Linked DNA regions of Sus scrofa: region 1 is linked to region 2. The links are chromatin contacts, called in public promoter capture Hi-C maps. All regions are on one chromosome and are shown on one strand. Each heading gives the region's core, a stretch centred on a gene start, on an enhancer-like site or on the middle of the called end of the contact. The rest is flanking DNA. Distances are from core to core; before and after follow the strand shown. Region 1 holds the start of C12H17orf100. Region 2 has its middle 27 kb from the start of XAF1.

What was found. Promoter capture Hi-C pulls out the DNA fragments that hold promoters and counts their contacts.
Region 1: a promoter capture Hi-C map of liver shows a contact between it and region 2, with 4 times the contacts expected there. The contact joins the promoter of C12H17orf100 here to the enhancer-like site in region 2. A contact is called at or near these places in 4 of 5 promoter capture datasets (fetal liver, liver and skeletal muscle), 27 of 47 Hi-C or Micro-C datasets (adipose tissue, alveolar macrophages, brain and 15 more) and 2 of 2 datasets of contacts at active chromatin or transcription factors (alveolar macrophages and skeletal muscle).

What each region holds. Positions count from the first base shown.
Region 1 is chr12:50,727,364-50,730,063 of Sscrofa11.1, forward strand. It overlaps C12H17orf100, which reads right to left and starts at 1,405. Exons shown (of 10, transcript XM_021067715.1): 1 at 426-1,405. The coding sequence starts at 1,122. The coding sequence ends at 751. It overlaps MED31 (mediator of RNA polymerase II transcription subunit 31), which reads left to right and starts at 1,318. Exons shown (of 4, transcript XM_003358216.4): 1 at 1,318-1,621; 2 at 2,478-2,555. The coding sequence starts at 1,594.
Region 2 is chr12:50,631,636-50,634,335 of Sscrofa11.1, forward strand. No RefSeq gene overlaps it. Among named protein-coding and RNA genes, the nearest start is that of XAF1, 27 kb to the right of the region's middle. Within about 2 kb of position 1,441, at least 10 of the 83 cell types and tissues checked have an H3K27ac peak or open chromatin away from gene starts, as enhancers often do. A contact at or near this core is called in fetal liver, fetal skeletal muscle and liver, where this site is marked.

The DNA.
Region 1 (2,700 bases), core at 155-2,654, 96 kb after region 2:
TAGAATTATTCTTTTTTTTTTTTTTTTTTTAATTTTCCCACTGTACAGCAAGGGGGTCAGGATATCCTTACATGTATACATTGCAATTACAGTTTTTTCCCCCATAAAATTATTCTTGATTGTTGATGGTTGACCTTCATTTTCCATTTTGAACTGCACTTGACCTATGTTAAAACATGTGTGGCTGGGGGGCGGGGGGGGGTACCATGCACAAGGGCTCAGCATAAAGAAAAGAACTGCGTGCTTTGAAATATAAACATAGGCCAACTAATTAAGGAATTAACTAATTAAGGAAAGTCTGATCCCTGCCCCCCAGGTTTTCAGCGGGCACATAATCAATCCACTGGTCATGATTTCTGCTTGCTCCCTGTCCTTAAATTTGAAGCAGCAAAGGTCATTCAGGGCTTAAGGACCCCCACACTCACCTGTCTGAGAGGTTCAAAGAGCCTCTTTGTCCATCGACTCAATTCATACAGTATCCGGGGCCCGGAACTTTTTGTGCTGGTTTCAAGTTAAAACAGTTCACAGGGTCAAAGGCAGGATAGTCCAAGGTGCAGCTGGGTCAGTGAATGTTGGCTGAGTCCTGAAACCACAGCTTGGCTCTTTCTTACATTGATTTGTGGATTGTGGACTGTTTCCAGGAAACCAAAGGGAATCGGTCCACCTGGCAGCAGGCCGGCTGCGAACTGGAGGCAGATCTGCACTGGCCACGGGCCATGGCCCTGTCGTGGCCCTGGAGAAGGAAGCATCTCATGGGGCCTTTTGGACATTCTGGCGGCCTGCCGGCTGCTCCTGCCGCGGCGGGCTCTCTACGCGGTGCAGAGTCGTCTCCACCCGCAGGCACGAGGCCCTGACGCGGCGGGAGGCTGTTTCCGTGCGCTGCCAGGTTTCCACGTGCTGGGACACCTCGACGACGCGAGGGAGCCGTTTCCCAGAGGGGGAGACGGAGGGCCCCTCGCTGCAGTGCTGGGTGGTCTCCACCCGCCGGGAGGACGTCTGCACCTGGCGGGAGGATGTCTCCACGCGGTGGGACGAGGTCTCTACGCGTACCGTCGACGTCTCCTCGTAGCGGGCGGCCGCCGCCCGGGGCCGCGAGGGCTTTCCCCGAAGGGGTGAGGCCATTCCACGGGGGTAACGGACCGAGCGGGCCTCGGGAGGCCTTACCGCCTCACGCTCCCCGACGGGTTACGTCACAGGGTGACGAGTGACGTCACATGCCTGTGTGACGCAGGTACAGCGCTAGACGAGGGTGCCACGACACAGGGACTTGGGGACAAGGTTTCCTTGAGGGGTGGGGAGGGACGTGAAAACTCCTTGGCAACTCTGGGCCGGGCCCCTCAGGCGCTCGGTCAGCGGGCGCACCGCCCCCTCGTCTGTCAGGAGCTCCCGCGAGCGGAGGAGGGGCTGGGCTGGGCTGGGCCGGGGCGGGCGGGCGGATGGGCGGAGCCACCCGCCCCCGCGCGAGGCTGATCCCGCCCTCGCGTCCCACACTGCCCCGCGGCAGGAAGAGGGAGCGGCGGCTTCCGGCACGTCCCCCGCGGCTCCGGGCGTTTGCTGTGCTGGGCTGCTTGTGGGTTAGCGTCTTTGCTCGTGATGGCCGCCGCCGTCGCTATGGAGACAGGTGAGTCGCGCTCGGAGCCACGCGTCTTCGCAAGTAGAACTATCCTGGGCCCAAACCCCCGCTCCTGCTCCCCCGCGTTCTCCTTTCAGGCCTGACTTCTTTCAGGCAGAGTGAGTTCGGACCGGGAGGGCCGCGGACTTTTCTAGTGTCGGAAGGGTGAAGGTAGTTTGGCCTTTTCAGAGTTTAATTTGTTGGCCAACACTTTTTCTTTCATTGCTCTTCAGACACCGGCACCACTGGCTTCCGGCGAGAACGAGAAAGAGAATTTCAATTTTAAACCAATCTTCGGTTTGTTTTCTGCGTCTCAAACGAGCTTGCATAAGTTAAAACATCGTCGACACATTTGTGTTATTATACTACCAACGACGCTTCTCACCTAAGCACACGCTTCTTGATCTTGTGTACTCGCCGTAGCCTCTGTCAGCTTGCATTCTGAACTTTTTCTTGGTGGCTTTAGCATTCACTTTGTTTTTGTTTACTAACTTTATCACCTAGCTACTTGTAATGCATTATTAAAATTAAGGCACAGTTACCCTAATCTATCCCAGTGATCACTGTTAAATTTCTTACATGGTAGCTCACGGGTCATAAACATTCTGACCTGTGTGTTCTTGCTTTCTTTGATGACTTGTCTTTAAGTTTAGAGAAACGTCTTACTCCTTTTAATCAGGGCTTTGCTTTCCTTAGACTTCTAAGAAAGGTTTTTCTCCTCCCACGCCCAGTTTAGGAAAATATCACATGCCCTTCTTTATGAAGAAGTGTATTTCAGCATTAGGTTTATTACTGATGTTTTCTTTCTACAAATCAGTATTCAGTGACGTTTATTTTGGATGATTTTTGATATCTTCTCTCCTAGATGATGCTGGGAATCGACTTCGGTTTCAATTGGAGTTGGAATTTGTGCAGTGTTTAGCCAACCCAAATTACCTTAATTGTAAGTTGAGCAGTACCCCGTTGAATTGAGTAAATATTGATGATTTCTGACCGAAGAGTTGCAATTCATAGTACTGTTGGCCCTTGGTATCCACAGTTCAACTGCAGTTGGTTGAATCCTCAGATACAGAAGGTGACAGTACTGT
Region 2 (2,700 bases), core at 191-2,690:
CGCTTTACTGCGTATATGTATGTATATAGAGTGGACAAACACGTCTTATGCTCTCAAGGGGCTTACACCACCTGAGCGTTTGAGATTTTCTGGGTGGGTGTAGCTGTGTCTAGATAGTGGGGTTTTTTTTCTTCTATTTTTTAAAATTAAAGTATAGCTGATTTACAATATTGTGTTAATTTCTGCTGTACAGCACTGACCCAGACACACGCACACACACACACACACACATACATATATACATTTTTTTTCTCATATTATCTTTCATCATAGTTTTTAAAATCTGCACTTTTACAAATGTAGAGCAATAGGAATCAGATTAATTTTCTAACCACAACCCAGGAAAGGCAGGCAATTTTCTCTCCCTGTGTGATATTGGCAATGAACTAAGATTCCGTGGCTTCCAGCTGCACATCAGATTTTCCGTAGGTCTTCTCTCTGGAATAGCTGTTTGGGCCAAGTATCTCTCCCAAGAAGAAGAATATTTTGTGTTTGGAAAAGATTGTTCCCATCAAGTTACCGTTGGTGATGGGGTTTTTGTTTTTCGTTTTTTTGAAATAATGACATCTGCCATCCTACAAACATCATAAAGATGGATTCATATCCATCTATTTTACTCAAAATACCTGGTTCTTAAGAGAGTTCCGTTTTACACAGCAGCACTTCTCAGCTACACTGAGTAAAGGAAATGTTTTCATTGATCCTCTCTTCTCAACAGTCTTGTGCTAAATGGAGTCCCAGGATAATTGACTCCAAATCTTCCTGCAGGGGGAGGCATCGTGTAGTAATTAAGAGAATGGCTGTGGCAATGGATTGGATTTGAGGCTTCCTTCCAGAGCTTCCTAAGTGTGTGATCGTGGGCAGGTTCCTCTTGCTAAGCCCGTTCCCTTATCTCTAAAAGAGGGATAACAGTTTCTACCTTCCGGAGAGCTACAGTGAGGATTAAATGAAACTGTAAATTAGTACCTAGCAGGTACTAAATACTCCCGCAGCGATCAGTTTATCTGTCTGGCAGACCCTGGGTGGGGAAAGGGAGGTGACCTGGATTCCTCCCATTTTATTGTCTCGGGGGTGGGGAGGGGAAGTCCTGGGTCAGTTATCAGGAAACTATTGCATTGGTTCTGCCATTAACAGGCTGTACGACTTGGGCAAGTGACCATCCCTCTTTTTGGAGTCTGTTCCCTCATTTATTAAACAAGATGAAAACCAATAGCTCTTGAACACTGGAGGGACAGGCTTCTGTATTTTTTTACATGTGTGAAGTCATTAATTCCTCACTATTAAGTATTATTTTTCCACGTACATGGAGAGCTGCTAACTCCTGGGACAGGAAATGCTTGCCCAAGGTCACACAGCAAGTGAGCGGCAGGTCAGGCCTCAGACCGGGGCAGCCTGACTCAGAAGCCCAGGCGCTTTGGGGCCCAGGAATGTGGCCATTCACACCAGGTTCAGTGTCGCACACGCCATCCCAGCACTATTTGTGTTTCAGGGACTTAGCAATACATGGTCCAGCTTCTCTCATTTGACAAACAGCAGAAATGAAGGCCTGGCCAGGACAAAGAACTCAGGGTCATACAAATGAGCGGCCTAAATGGCGGACCAGGAACCCAGGCCCCAGGGCCCTTCCAACCAGAGGGTTGGAGGTCCATCCCTGAATCTTTCCAAAAACAGAAAACTGCCCTTTCATTGTCAGTTTGCTTGGGGTAACAGCAAATCTACAACTCAGTTTGATCACAGCCCTACTTTCCTCCTGGGCTCGGAAATTTTCAGAGCTAACTTTGTGGCCAGGGCTTCGTCAGCTCCACTGACAGCTAAGAGGAGGCATCTGGGAGTCAGAACGCGTTTCCTGCTCATAAACACGAGACAGGATGAGCCAGGACGAGCCAGGTTGTCCTGGGTGCTTTTGCAAAGACCCTCATGCTCTTCGCGGACCCTCAGCCAGGCCAGCGGTATGGCAGCAGCCGCCCCCCACCCATTCCCCCGGCCCCAGACTCTTGCCCTGAGCTGGAGAACAGGCGTGCATAAGCTGTCACCCAGAGAGGACACAGGTCTGTGCTTCCACTGGCTACGGCGCTCCAAAGGCGTAATTGAAAAAGTGAATACCTGTTAACAGTCCACAGCTTCAGAAGCCTCGCATGCTCTTTCCCACTAGGACTCTCCTGGGCTTGATTCTGCTTCCATTCCTCCGGAACAGGAAAGCCTGTATGGTCGTTCTCTGGGTGGTCAGGGGAATCTTTGAGGGTTCTTGAGACCTTTTTTCGAGAGATCCACTAATAAATAGCAAGACCTTATGTGACTTTTTTTACCCTCCTTCTCTCTGGGGTTTTTCAGAGGCTCCAGGGCACGTGATGCTACAACAGCCCACAGAGGCCCGGATGAGAACCCAGCTGTCTGCTATTAGCAGACATGCTCGAGATTCGAACACCTGTAAAATGAATACACTTTTAACGAAAAAATGTTGATAAAAATATTACCTATGGGGAGTTCCCCTTGTGGCGCAGTGGAAACGAATCCGACTAGGAACCATGAGGTTGTAGGTTCAATCCCTGGCCTTGCTCAGTGGGTTAAGGATCCAACGTTGCTGCAAGCTGTGGTGTAGGTTGCAGAGGCGGCTCGGATCCCGCGTTGCTGTGGCTGTGGTATAGGCCAGCAGCTACAGCTCCATTTGGACCCCTAGCCCGGGAACCTCCCTATGCTGCA